Regions from separate parts of the Sus scrofa genome. Here region 2 is linked to region 1. The links are chromatin contacts, called in public Hi-C maps. All regions are on one chromosome and are shown on one strand. Each heading gives the region's core, a stretch centred on a gene start, on an enhancer-like site or on the middle of the called end of the contact. The rest is flanking DNA. Distances are from core to core; before and after follow the strand shown. Region 1 holds the start of PLCB3 (1-phosphatidylinositol 4,5-bisphosphate phosphodiesterase beta-3). Region 2 holds the start of FERMT3 (fermitin family homolog 3).

Region 1 (6,799 bases), core at 3,179-5,678:
TTATGGGAAATGTAGTTCACAGGGTTCGGCTCCGCATGTCTGCCCCTCCCCCGCGGCGGAACCGGGGCGGGGAAGCGCCGAACTCCTTTGCAGCGCCCCCCACCAGGGCTGGTGTCTTTCACAGGGCGCGGTCCCCCGCATCCAGCAACCTCTGTGTTTACAAGCTGCAGCGTAAAGAGCTGGAAATGGGGAGCCGGTACCAAAACAAAGATAGTAATAAACATGCTAATAAGAATTCCTACAGTTGGTTCCACATAGTCGGTTCCAGCATGAGGGCACCTTGCTCTCCTGAAGATCTTCGCCCTGTGACTTCTGTCCTTCAGATCTCACAGGCCCCTTACCTGGCCTTTATGCAGACCGTGCATCTCATCCCCACACCGGGTTGGATTGTCTATATCTTTGAATAGTCTCTCTCAGTCATTTGTTCATTGTCTGTCTCCCATATCTTGATTGTGAGCTCCATGAGGCTAGGATCTGCCTGGCCTTGTTTACTGCTGATGCCCATGACTGAGCGAGCCTGCTGGGCTTCACACCCACGCGTATCCAGCAAATCACCAGATTCTTGCTGAAATCTCAGCACCTAGAAGGGACTAGTGGTAAGTGTTTGATAACTACTAGTTGAACAAATGATCAAATGAAAGAATGAGTGTCTTCCTCTGTGCCTCCATTTCCTTTTAAGGCTGCGGCAAAGGTGAAATAAGAAAATTCATGAGGAGTTTTGTCGTGGCTCAGTGGAAACGAACCTGACTAGCGTCCATGAGGATGGGGGTTCGATCCCTGGCCTTGCCCAGTGGGTTAAGGATCTGGCATCGCTGTGAGCTGTGTTGTAGGTCGCAGACACGACTTGAATCTGGACTTGCTTGTGGCTGTGGCATAGGCTGGCGGCTGCAGCTCCAATTTGACCCCTAGCCTAGGAAGCTCCATGTGCCTGGAGTGTGGTCCTCAAAGGTGGAAAAAAAAAAAAGAGAGAAAGAAAGAAAGAAAAAAAGAAAATTCATGAAAGTTTCAATGACGGCACCGCAAACGTTAAGTCACACAGCCAGATAGACATGGAACTCAGCTCATGTACCCAGGTCCCCGGCACAAAGTCTAGACTCACATCACGCAAAGTTGTGCAGCTTCCTTTGAGATGCTTCCACAGATGGTAGGCTCACCTTCTGCAGTCCCAAGCAGAATCTGAGAGGCATGGATCCTAGCCTCTCACAGACACCCCCTCTCTGGATGCCAGAGAAGCCTTCTTCGGTAGGTGGGCTTCAGAGAGAGGTTGGCTCACGGTCACACAGCTGGTGCTGCAGACAATCCAAACTCAGGACTTCAGGCTTACCCTACAGTTGGGGAAAATAGACAAAGAGAAGGCAGTGTCCGAGAATGGTCTGCGTGGTGACGGTGGTGGTGGGATTCATGCCGGGTGGGCTTCTCCCTGGGAGGGCAGGGGGACAGGATCACGTGGCTCAGTCCAGGGCTGTACCTCCTCCCTCCCCAACCACCTCCTGGCGTCCCCAACCTGGGGGTCAGGGACAGGGTGACCCTGTTCTTGCCGATTAGGCAGGACCCGCCCTTTCTAAGAGAGCCCCATCCTCAACCTGGCCTCCGACTCTGAACTTGGCCTCACAGGCGAAGAAGTTTATCCAAGTCCAAATTCCCCACCACACCCTACCTCACCCCACCAGGGTGCGTCTGCTCTTTTTGAAATGGAGCGTTGATTCAGGTCTTAGGGGTGCTTGTGGTTAAGAGGGAGGATATACTATAGCTTGTTTAGGGAGTGGAACCTAGAAGGAAGACTGGGTACCAGCCCCAGGTCTGCCCCCCCAGATGCCATGCCCCTGAGCTATGCCCTTCCTATCTCTCCTCCCCTCAAGGCTGGTGTGAAAGCCTCCTGTCAAGTCCAAATGTCAGGGTATCCTCTGCGAGTGGTCTGGGCAGGACAGGGAGGAGCCAGGGGTGCTTTTCCTGACTCTCCCTCTTTTCACCTCCTATGCCACCCCCAGGGCACTCCCAGATTCCTGGAGCTGAATCCCCTGTCTGTCCAGTCCCTTCCCTTGGCCACACACCCTGCAGATGGCTAGGATGGCCTGCCGCCATCTTGGTCTCTAGGCTGCTCTGCATGGATCCTTGGAGTGGAAGAACTGGGTTCGAATCCTGCCTCTGCCCTAGGCGAAGAAGCAGCGGGCAAGTCACGCACCTGCCCGGAGCCTCTTCAAGGGGGCTGATTCTGCTGCCTTCTGGTGGTTGGGGGTGGAGGTCAGTGCTCCAAGACCATATCCCGGCCCTTTCTCCCCTGTCTGAACCCTCCGGATGCTGCTCCTCATCCTTGAAGCCTCAGGCTGTGGCCTCTGCAGCCCCACCCATCTCGGGATCTCGACCCCCCTCCACCAGAGGGCAGCTAAGGCTGCTTATAGCACCTCCTTGAAGCAGAGGCCCTGGGGAGGGTGCCGGCAGGCCAGGCTCCCTTAATCGAGGGTGGAGGCCGGAAAGGCTTCCACCATTACTGCTTGCCAAGAAGCCCTGCTACCATTACCAGGGCTGGAAGAAGGTGTCCGAGGAGGAAGGAGCCCACTAATGGGGGCGGCCCTGGCCTCGGGAGACACAGGGGTGGAGGGAGTGGGGGAGGGGCTCAGGTCCAGGCAACAGGCTCCCATCCTGTTTTTCAAGGAGCTACTGCCTAAAGCTTCTACCCCTAAGCTCAGGCCCTGTTCACCCCTTTCCTCCTTCCTCCCTGCCACCCCCACAGCTTACTCTCCACTCCTGGCATAGTCAGCTATCTATAGCCAGGAGTCATCTCATACCCATTTGTTTATTTCATCCTCTGAGAACCTCCAGCTTCTGGACAAGGTGACTGGTCGCACAGAGAGACCAGGTTCTGCCGGTAGCCTTGAACCCAGGCCAGCCAGCAGAAAGGCCAATCTCCACCCTGCATGGCCTTGCCCAAGGAGACCTCTTGGTCCCTGAGTCTCTGTTGCTCGGGGCTCTGTTGCTCTGATGAGAGAGGACAAGGATCACAAGTCCTGTCCCCCGTCTCCCCTTCTGTGTCTCCTCAAGGGCAAGGAGTAAAGGCAGGACTTAAGTCAGCTTTCTAGACAGAGGGCTGCAACCCGCCTACGAAGCTGTGTGACCTTGGGCAAGTCCCTTCCCCTCTCTGGGCCTCAAGTGGAGATAATAATCACACCCCACAGGGCCTCAGCCAAAGGCTAGGGGATCTGCTAGGTTTGAGTTTGTGCCCAACGTGGCAGGATTTTGAAGACAGCCAGTGCCAGGCAGACCTGCCCCTGGGGGTCTGAGAGCCTGGGGCAAAGGCGCCTGTAGGGCTGGCTCCTCCTTAACCGAGCCCTCCTCCCCCAGAACCAGCTCCATCTCTTTCTGGGTTTCTAGGTGACTTGGCTGGCCCCTCTGGATGAGTTCTACTTTAAACCTGCTGCTGCTACTGCCTCTGTATTGGGGGGGCTCCCACAGGGCCCCCAGGCAGGAGCCCCCCCAGCCAAGCCCTGCGGGAGGGGCCGCAGCCCCCACCCATCTCTGCTCTCCTGTCTTCCCTGCTCCCATCCCTGGAACAGCAGATTTCAGGGCACCTGCTATGGGCCAGGCGTGTCAGAGCCCCTCCTCAATCCTCCTTGTTCGGCGGACACCCAAGAGGCTTCCGACCCCTCTGGGCAAAGAACCAGCTGTCTCCTTCTCAGTTTGCTGTCGGAAGCGCCACAGGGCCACCAGGCACCCGGTTGCGTTGTGAGGGTCTGCGGAACAGGAAGAAGGGGCGGGGCGGAGTGGAGGCTGTACCAGGGATCGCTCTGGAAAACCAGGGTGCTTGGGTCCTCCAAGGAGGCGGCAGGCTCCCAGCCTCCTTGGGCTAAGGATGGGGGAGGGGCACCTATCGGCTGGAGGCCCATTAGCTTGCTAAGTGCTCCCAGGGAGGGGGGACCGAGCTGCTGCGGGAGGTGGGGGTGAGGCGAAGGGAGGGCAGAGAAGGGGTGGGAGTGGCTTTTCCAGCTCTCAGCTAAGTGCTGCAGGAGTAGGGTGGGTGGCAGGTCTCGGGCGCCCCCCGGCCCAAGTCCTGCCATCCATTAGTACCCCCACCCCCGGCGCCTCAGAAACCTCAGCGGGCAGACCCCCGCCAGTCTTCAGCAGCGCCCTCTACACCCAGTCCCTCCAGCTGCACCCCAACAGCCCCCGGCCCCTAAGCGCCCTCCTCCCACCCCAGGTCGGTTCTGCGGAGCCCCCCCAGCCGAGGGCCCCGATCGGGGCGTGCCCCTGTCCCATCCCTCCTCTGGCTGCAGTCGCCACCCCGGCCGCCAGGGGCAGCAGACGCGGGGCAGGCGAGCCAGACGCCGTGGGAGGGGGCGGCGCCGCTGCGGCCCCGCCCCCGCCCCGCCCCGGCCGGGCCCCGCCGATTCTCTAGTCTGTCCGGGACAGACTGGCGGGCGGGCTCTGACGCCGCCGGGCCGGAGCGGGCCGCGCGGGAGCGCTCGGAGGGAGCAGCGGCGCCGTCGGGTCCCCGTCGGGGCTCCGTGGCTCCCCGACCCGCCCCGGGCCTGGCCATGGCGGGCGCCAGGCCCGGCGTCCACGCGCTGCAGCTGGAGCCGCCCACCGTCGTGGAGACCCTGCGGCGCGGGAGTAAGTTCATCAAATGGGACGAGGTAAGCAAGCGCAGGGGCTTCCTGCTTCGCGCAGATCCAGGGACTCCCTCGCCCTGCTCGGCCAGATGCTGGGGACCCCCAGCGCAGACTGGCCTGGCCGCCCGCGCCCCCCCCTCCCCGCATCCTAACCCGGCTACGCTCCGGAAACTTGAGTCCCCAATCTTCCCCGTAATGAAGACTTTGTCCCCCACCCCCAACTCCAGCCCGTCATCTCCGGAAAATTTGGCTTTTACTCCTTGTCTCGGAGACTTCGAACCCCAATAAATCCCAGCCCCCCCTTTAAACTCGCCCTTCTCACCTTTCCCTGCCTGTCTAATTCTGGTTCCCTACCCCTGGCCTGGTCCCCAGACAGACCCTTTCCCGGCGCTGGACAGTCTGGCTAGAGAACCTTGGCCCCCAGTCTGGCTCAGTGTACCCCCAATTCTGAGTGGGTGCCGCTGGGACTCTACCCTTCCCAGTGCCCTAATCTGAACATTCTTCTCCATTCATCACTTTTTCACCCTATTCTGGCTGGCACCCCCTTGCCCTGCTTTAGATCCCAGCCCAGCTCCCTGCTTAGGTGGGATCATCAAGTCACCCCATAGTGGAGACTTTGCCCCCCAAGTTCCTCCACCCCGGGGGAACTTTGCTCTCCGCTCCTTAGCATCGGGACTTTGAACCCCAATAAATCCTGTCTCCCCCTTTCTACCTGCCCTGCCCCCTGGTGCTTTTCAGAGGCCCCGCTCCCACCTGCGGCTCTGCAACCGGTCTCGCACCTCACTCTCGATTTCCCACCGCCCCTCCTCTTCCCCCTGGGCCCCTCCTTCCCCAGGGCTTCCCTCGCCTGCCTGAGCTTCCTTGCTGCTCCTTCCCAGCCAGGCCGGAGGCCCGAAAGACTCTGGGCTCCTTTCCGGCTGGGTGGGGCGGGTAGGCGTGGGAGCTGGGAGGAGGGGCTGGGGGCGTGGCTTGAGGTAGCAGGTGTGCCCCGGAGGGGTGCCTCGGCGCCCCTGGAGTTGGGGGAAACCCCTCCCCCCAGGCCGGCCTGAAGGGAAAAGTTTCTCCTTTTCCTTCCAGTGTGATAAACCCAAATAAGGAAGTGGGAACAGGGAGAGGGCCCTGGGGGTGGGGTGGGGGTTGCTGACAAGAACTTGGGGCCTGAGAGCCTGGGGCCTGTGCTGCCTTTGAAGACCTGACCCCTGAGGAGAGGCAGGGGGAGGCCCTGGGGGCAGTATGCAGAGAACACCCCGCTTCTTGCACTACTGGGGGGCTCTGAGCCCCAGAGCAGGGTTAATCCCAGAAAGGGGCCAGGATGGGTGCAGCAGACGAGGCGGCAAAGGCAATGCATCCCAGCAGTTCCCAAGCCTCCTGTCCCCTCTGCCCCCAGATCAACCTCCTGTCCTTTGTAAGCAACGCCCGAGATGGGCGGGGCCGGTGCAGTCCCCATTCTCCTGAAGATGGAAACAATCTGCAGAGTGGAGGCTCATCCCAGGGTCCCCCCCCCCCCCCCGACCCCCGTGGGGTTGTGGCTGAGGCCTGCAGCTGGGAACCTGGCGGCGGTCCTGGTTCGCTGCTTCCCAAACTCAGGACTCTGGAGCCATACTGCCCACAAATCCTGGCTCTTCTTGTTGACCTTTGGCAAGCTGGCAAGGCTCCCTGGGCCTCAGTCTCCTCGTCTGTAAAATGGGAAGAGCAATGGGGCAAACCTCATAGGTGGCTCGCAGGACAACATGAGCACCTAGATATCCAGTGCTTGGGCCTGTCCCTGGCACGCAGCAGGGGCAGCGTGAGGGTGAGCTGTCGCACGATCGTCCACCAGGGAGCAGCAGCTTGGGGGTGGCACCATGGGGAAGCAGGGTCTTCCGGCCTGGGGCAAGAGAGTTCTACCTGTGGCCCCTTGGTCACTGGGGCTCTGGCTGAGACTAAGCCCCTGATGAAATCCCACCCCTCTGCCGCCACTGCTGGTTCTGAGTCACACAGGGTGGCCCTGATGAGAAACGAGGCCAGTGTACCCTTTTCTGCCCTCCGTCCAGCCATGGGGCTGTTTGAGGACAGAATTCACTGTCTGGTCCTGAAGATGGGGTGGGTCCCCTTCCCAGGGGGCTTGGTCTGTGCTCTGTAAGACGAGGTGAACCGTGAAGTTCTGGGGCTTCAGTGGGGTGCAGGGTGGGATAATGGACTTTGAAGCAGATATA
Region 2 (6,260 bases), core at 837-3,336, 50 kb before region 1:
GGTAAAGTCTCATTTCAAATAACTTGGCCTCTTCTTTATCAGACACCTAAAGAATCCTGTAATAGCGCAGAAGATCCAGAAGCTGATGGACGTGGGTCTGATCGCAATTCGGTGATGACATGTTCGTCATCCCCCTTCCCTTCGTCCTCCTGTGGAAAGAGGAGCTGGGACGGCGGCACGCAGCACGGAGCAGAAGGGAGAGGAGGGGAAACAAGCGAACAACTGCTATATATTTATACAGACCCCTGTGGACGATGCAGAGACTTACACTCCGTTACTCGTGCAGCCGCTGCCTCTGGGCCCTCCCGGCACACGCATGGTCTCTTCTGCTGCCCTCGAGTTCCATGTCTCCTTCCCCTGCCCCCAGTCGCTGTCTCAGCTGCTCTCCCATAGTTGGTTATTTTTTATTTGGGACAGTGGGCTTGTATGGGGAGGGGAGGGTGTGCTTCCCAACCTCAGGTCCCAGCTGTTCTCACATTGTTAACTCCACGTCCTCTTCTCCAATAAAACAAGCCAGTCAGGCGTGGTTATACAAGGCTGTGTCCCTAATTTTTATGCCAAAAGATTTTGCTGTCCTGCGGGGTCACAGCCTGGGTTGGCAGAAGTGTGAGTGCAGATTGGCTCCTGAGAACCAGAGCCTGTCTGTCTGTCCTCAAGGGGTGGGGTCTGTGTGAGCTTGACCTGGTTCCACAGCCTAGTGAGGTGGCCGCTAGGTGGTGCTGTTGCTCAGTGAACCATTGGAGGGAAATCGGAGGCTCCAGCCCAGAGAGGCCCAGCTCCTGAGGTTCAGATGAACTTCCAGTTCTCCACATTCTAATCTCAAATCCACAAACCAGTTAGACCCAAAGGATGCTGGATCTCACCCGTGAAACAAAACCAATTTCCATTGCAAGAGATGCTTCAGACCTCCCTTTTGGAGAGCTGAAGTCTGTCAGCTGCTGCTTGTTAAGTTTTACTTCTTAACTCCCTGCCCTGGACTGAGCCTGAGCACTTTATCATGGTTGCAACAAACTTTCTAAAACCTTGGCCTGGGGTTTCTTCTGGGGCTGGAATAAAACTTCCTCATTTGCTCCATGAGTGCAGCTTGTTGGTTAGGAAGCAGCTGAGGCCAGCAGCTGGCTGCACTTCCTGCAGCCTTGACTTTGCATAAACTGGCCCCTTGGGAATCCCCAGCAGGCCGCCTCACTCATTTGGGTGGCATAGTTCAAAAGCCACCTCCACAGGGATTCCTCTACCTTTGTTGCTACTGTCTCTTCAGGCTCTGTTCCATCCCCAAACTGATCATCTAGAAAGTTGGATTTCTGCTTGGGGAGTTCCCATTGTGGCACAGCGAAAACGAATCTGACTAGGAACCATGAGGTTGTGGGTTTGATCCCTGGCCTTGCTCAGTGGGTTAAGGATCCGGTCTTGCCATGAGCTGTGGTGTAGGTCGCAGACTCGTCCCGGATCTGGCATTGCTGTGGCCATGGCATAGGCTGGCAGTTGTAGCTCCAATTCAACCCCTAGCCTGGGAACCTCCATGTGCTGAGGTTGAGGCCCTAAAAGGACAAAAAACAAAGAATTTCTGCTTGGGAGCTGCTGGTGAATATAAGGCCTTGCTCCCAAAGCTCAGGTACCCGTGTGGGTGATAGGCAGGAAGATGATGGGCTGCCAGGAGTCTCCAAGTCCCGTGTGTGTATGGACTTAACAGGAGTGAGCCTCGTGGGCCCTGGCCTAGGGAAGCACGAGCAGGTGGTGCCACAGTGGCGGAAACAAGTCTGGAGCCTTAAGACCTGAAGGTGCGGGGCAGGCAGGTTGGGAGACATCAGGGCTAATTTCTGTTCAGCCACTCCCGTGGGCAGCTCTCTGGCTGACAGGTTTGGAGGTAGAAGTCCCTGCTTGGGCAGAAAAGACAAAGCGGGTATTTCCCTCGGGGTTGGGGGGCTTTCACGGATCTGCTTTGTGGTGATAAAGGGCCTCCTAGGCTTGAGCTGACTTGACCTGCCAAGTTCCCAAGCAACCCGGATCCCACCCACAGCTCCCCCTCTTGGCAGCAGAGTGATGCGTACAGCCCAGAGACCCCCCCACCTCATGACAGGTTGGAGATGAGAGATGGCTTTCTCTAGGGGAACATGATTTGGTAACTTCTCTGATTTGAATTGAGCTTTCCTCCAAAGGAAGGGACTCTTGGCGTGGTCTTGGGTCCCCAAGCCCCACTTGCTTCCTGTGCTCACTGGGAGCAAAGGCAGGGCCCCAGTGGAACCCTCACCGCCACCGCCACCTCCACCTCCCTACTGGCAGTTGCTTCCTGCACCCAGCTCCAGCCCGCCCTGGGGAGGGGCTGAGCCCGCCCTGTTCATGATAAGACGCAAGGGCTGCCCTCTGAAGAAAGCTCCAGAGAGAAAGCGGAGGGGAAAGAAGCGAGCAGTGGCCTGCAGGTGTGCGGGCTGAGGCCAGGAGTGGCTCACACCCTGACCCCCCACCAGCAACCCCACCCCCTTGCAGACAAGGTAAGTGGGTGGGAGGCCGGAGGCCCAAAGACCCTTGTCTTCCCCGGCCTCCCGGTGCCCCTCTGCCCAGCGTGCCTCTCTCCATGTGGCAGCCTGGACTTCCCACTGCCCTAGAGAGGCTCCGGCTGGTTTGGGGTGATGGAGCTGAGCTTTGGGCCTGATCCGGACTATTTTCTGACCTGGGTTTACAACCATTTCCAGGGTGGGCAGCTGCCAGTGTGGGCTTGGGGCCGGGCTACGGGCATGGAGCTGAGTCATCTTGAGGGAGCCCCTTCCTCTCTTACCCGCCCTCATCTTCCGTCTGGTACGAAGGGAGAGGGCTGGGTGACGTGGTCGCCGAGGGTCCCTCCAGCTCAACCATCTCCGCTCTGCCTGGAACGACTCGGCCCGTGTCTTGCTGCCGTTGGGGCGTTCTGGCCCGAGGGCTCACTCTCTCCCTCCCGCTTGCCCCGGGGAACCACGGGCGACCTGCCAGGCCCCGGTTGCCCACCCAGCGTCCTGCCCACCCTCCCGCAGAGCCACCGCAGCCATGGCGGGCATGCAGACAGCCACGGGGGACTACATCGACTCGTCCTGGGAGCTGCGGGTGTTCGTCGGAGAAGAGGACCCCGAGGCCGAGTCGGTCACCCTCCGGGTCACAGGGGAGTCGCACATCGGTGGGGTGCTCCTGAAGATTGTGGAGGAGATCAGTGAGTGCCCACGGGTCCCCTGGCACTTCCGGGCCGGCCCTGCTGCGCAGCTCTCGATAACAGAGTCGCAGTGACTCAGGCAGCAGCTTAATCATTTGGTTCCAAAAAAGATATTTCCCCAACTTAACTTCCGCTCCCTCCCGCTGTCTTTCCTTCCTCCCCTCCAACTGGCTTTGCTAAGACCCCAAGGGGCAGCCCCAGTCCCCCGTTCACCCACTTCTGGGCAGGAGAGGCCTGGCCTTGGGGGTCATTCTGGGGGTCTGAGGGGAGAGCAGAGGGGGCTCTTGGTGACAGGGACTCACTCCCACACCCTCTCCTCAGGCGGAAGCCCTCAGCAGGCTGGTGACAGGCCCAGCCTGGGTGGGAAGGCCCTGCCCCCACAGGAAGTTACAGCAGAGCGGCCTGTGGTATCAGCCTGGAAGGGAGCAGGCCTGGTGATGGGGGCTTCTCATCGCCTTTCTCTGCTGGGAGCGGGGGCGGCCCCTTCCTGGGAGGGCAGCAGGCCCACTCCGATAGCCAGAGCCGGAAGGCAGACCCACCGATAGGCCCAGGCAGCCTGGGTCCCAGGGCCCTTGCCCGTGGGGACAGGTGGATTCCTCAGACCAGCTGATGTGCCCTGCAGAGCCCAGGAGGGAGGTCGGTCAGCTTGTGGACAGCACGGGGCCCCGGGCAGCCCGGCCAGAGGCTGAGGTGGTGTGGGGAGCTTCTAGAAGGCAAGGCCCAAGGAGGCCGTGAAAGCAGAAGTGGAGACTGGCGGGTCCCTCAGGAGGCTGGGCGTCAGATGGAGACTCAGCAGGCCTGGCCTCGTAGGGCAGAGAGAACGAAAACCCGGTTGGCCCTGGGGCATGGCCCACGGCAAAGCAAGAGACCTAAACAAAAAAGCTGGTCAGACCCCACTCTCCATTGCTGCTGGGCCCCCAGGGTCAAGTCCCTCCAGTTCCTGTCCCCTGGCCTGGGATACTGTCCCCATACCTTTTCTCCCACTCCGACATCTCTGAGGCTCAGCCAAGCCGCCTGTGCCAGCTGCTGGCCTGGAACGCAACGGGGCAGGTGAGCCTCCCACTTTAGCCGCCAGCACAGGGCTGAGCATTAGCTGATGCAGAAGGGGAGCCATCCTGGGAGCCTGGAGCCAAGATGGGCCACAGCTAGCCCAGGACAGAGAGACTTCCCAAGAGAGGCTGCTTAATATGCGTCCTGAGAGGAAGCTGCAGCAAAGAGGAGCCCCGCCAGTTTGGGGGCAGAGCTGAGGTCCAAATTGGGGCCCCTAGGCCAGGGGGGGACTCCTGGAGTGTCACAAGAAACAAGGCTGGCGTGACCACCATAAGGCATTTTAGATTCCATCCTGGGGAGTTCCTGTTGTGGCTCAGTGGGTTAAGAACCTGATATGTGTCGGCGAGGATGCAATCCCTGGCCTTGCTTGGTGGATTAAGCATCTGGGGCATTGCCACAAGCTTCAGCGTAGCTCCCATATGAGGCTTGGATCTGGTATTGCCGTGATTATGGCATAGGCTTCAGCTGCAGCTCCAATTCAACCCCTAGCCTGGGAACATCCACCTGTGGCCCTAAAAAGAAAAAACAAAAACAAAATGAAAAACAGAAATAGATGCTCCATCCTGGACGTGGAGAGCCGCAGCCAAAGGGTTTCCAGCGAGAGGCTGGGGGCAGGGACACCAGGTCTCCTATGGACGGCAGTGAGGATGGCCAGGCGGTGGGTCTTACCGGCAGGATGAGCACAGACGAAGCGTGCTGGCTGAAAGTGGAAGGAATGATGCTCGGATGTGGAGGGAGAGCTGTAGTCACCCAGCCCCCAGAGGCTGCGGCGGCGGCGTGAGGGGAGGCGGCAGCGCCTCTGTCCAGCGTCCGGCAGAGTGAGGTTAAGAGGACCTGGGGCGCTGGGACTAGGAGTCATCACACTGAAGTCCCAGAGCCTGGCACATGGTCTGGTGAACCAAGGCTGCTGGAATGATTGAAGGCAGCGGCTGGTGGGTTTTTGGCTTGGGGTCTCTCACAGCGAGAAGAGGAAGCTGTGGACCACGTGAGACCCCCCGGAAAGGGGCTGCGGCCAAGGAGGGCGAAGAGGGTTCTCTTACCGAACCAACAGGGAGGGATGGGGGCGGGTCAGGAGAGGTGCCAAAGGGTCAGAAGGAGATGGGCAGTGGGCGCCCCAAAGCCAAGAACAGAGTGAGGGCGCACTGGGGAAGCGCTCAGCATCACTGTCGACCTCAGGGCAGGAGGAGGAGAGAGGCAGGTGGGAGGGCATAGAGCTGAGGGCCTGGGACCACTCCCCTGGCAGGGCTTCCACCCTAGAGGCTCTGCTCAGCCTGTGCCTTTTTTTTTTTTTTTTTTTTTTTTTGTCTTTTTGTCTTTTGAGGGCCACACCCACAGCATATGGAAGTTCCCAGGCTAGGGGTTGAATTGGTGCTGCAGCTGCTGGCCTACACCACAGTCCCAGCAATGTGGGGTCCCAGCTGTATCTGCATCCTATACCACAGCTCACGGCAACGCCAGACTGTCAACCCACTGAGCAAAGCCAGGGATTGAATCCGCGTCCTCATGGATGCTAGTCGGGTTTGTTAACCACTGAGCCACGACGGGAACTCCCGTCCTGTGTCTTTGTGCTCACCTGGCTCTAGTTCAGGCTCCTGGCAAAAGGATGGAGAGTCGAGGCTGTGGCCTCCATGACTGGCTGCAGGACCCTGAGGTGTTGGCGTTTCTTTCTTTTTTTAGAAAGAGGTTCCCAGGCCAGGGGTTGACTCAGAGCTGTAGCTGCCGGCCTACGCCACAGCAACACCAGATCCGAGCTATGTCTATGACCTATACCACAGCCCCAGGGCAACGCCAGATCCATAACCTGCTGATGGAGGCCAGGGATCGAACCTGCATCCTCATGGATACCAGTTAGATTTGTTTCCCCTGAGCCACGATGGGAACCGCGAGGTGTTCGCCTTTCTAAGCGAATACCCATGCACTGTATAGATGCGGCCGCATGCCTGTCAGACACCACGCCCTCGCCACGTGGCGGCAGGGGCTGCTCGGGCTCCGTTGTTGCTCGTATCTCAGGAACTTAAAAGCTGAAGGCCAG

What was found. A called contact is a pair of places that touch in the nucleus more often than the background predicts.
Region 2: a Hi-C map of epiblast stem cells shows a contact between it and region 1, with 4 times the contacts expected there. The contact joins the promoter of FERMT3 here to the promoter of PLCB3 in region 1. A contact is called at or near these places in 1 of 5 promoter capture datasets (liver), 7 of 47 Hi-C or Micro-C datasets (blood, epiblast stem cells, fetal liver and 2 more) and 2 of 2 datasets of contacts at active chromatin or transcription factors (alveolar macrophages and skeletal muscle).

The regions. Positions count from the first base shown.
Region 1 is chr2:7,857,812-7,864,610 of Sscrofa11.1, reverse strand. PLCB3 (1-phosphatidylinositol 4,5-bisphosphate phosphodiesterase beta-3) reads left to right here and starts at 4,428. Exons shown (of 33, transcript XM_021082884.1): 1 at 4,428-4,628. The coding sequence starts at 4,530.
Region 2 is chr2:7,905,718-7,911,977 of Sscrofa11.1, reverse strand. It overlaps FERMT3 (fermitin family homolog 3), which reads left to right and starts at 2,086. Exons shown (of 15, transcript XM_003122594.4): 1 at 2,086-2,489; 2 at 3,006-3,178. The coding sequence starts at 3,019. It overlaps STIP1 (stress-induced-phosphoprotein 1), which reads left to right. Exons shown (of 15, transcript XM_003353794.4): 15 at 43-535. The coding sequence ends at 115.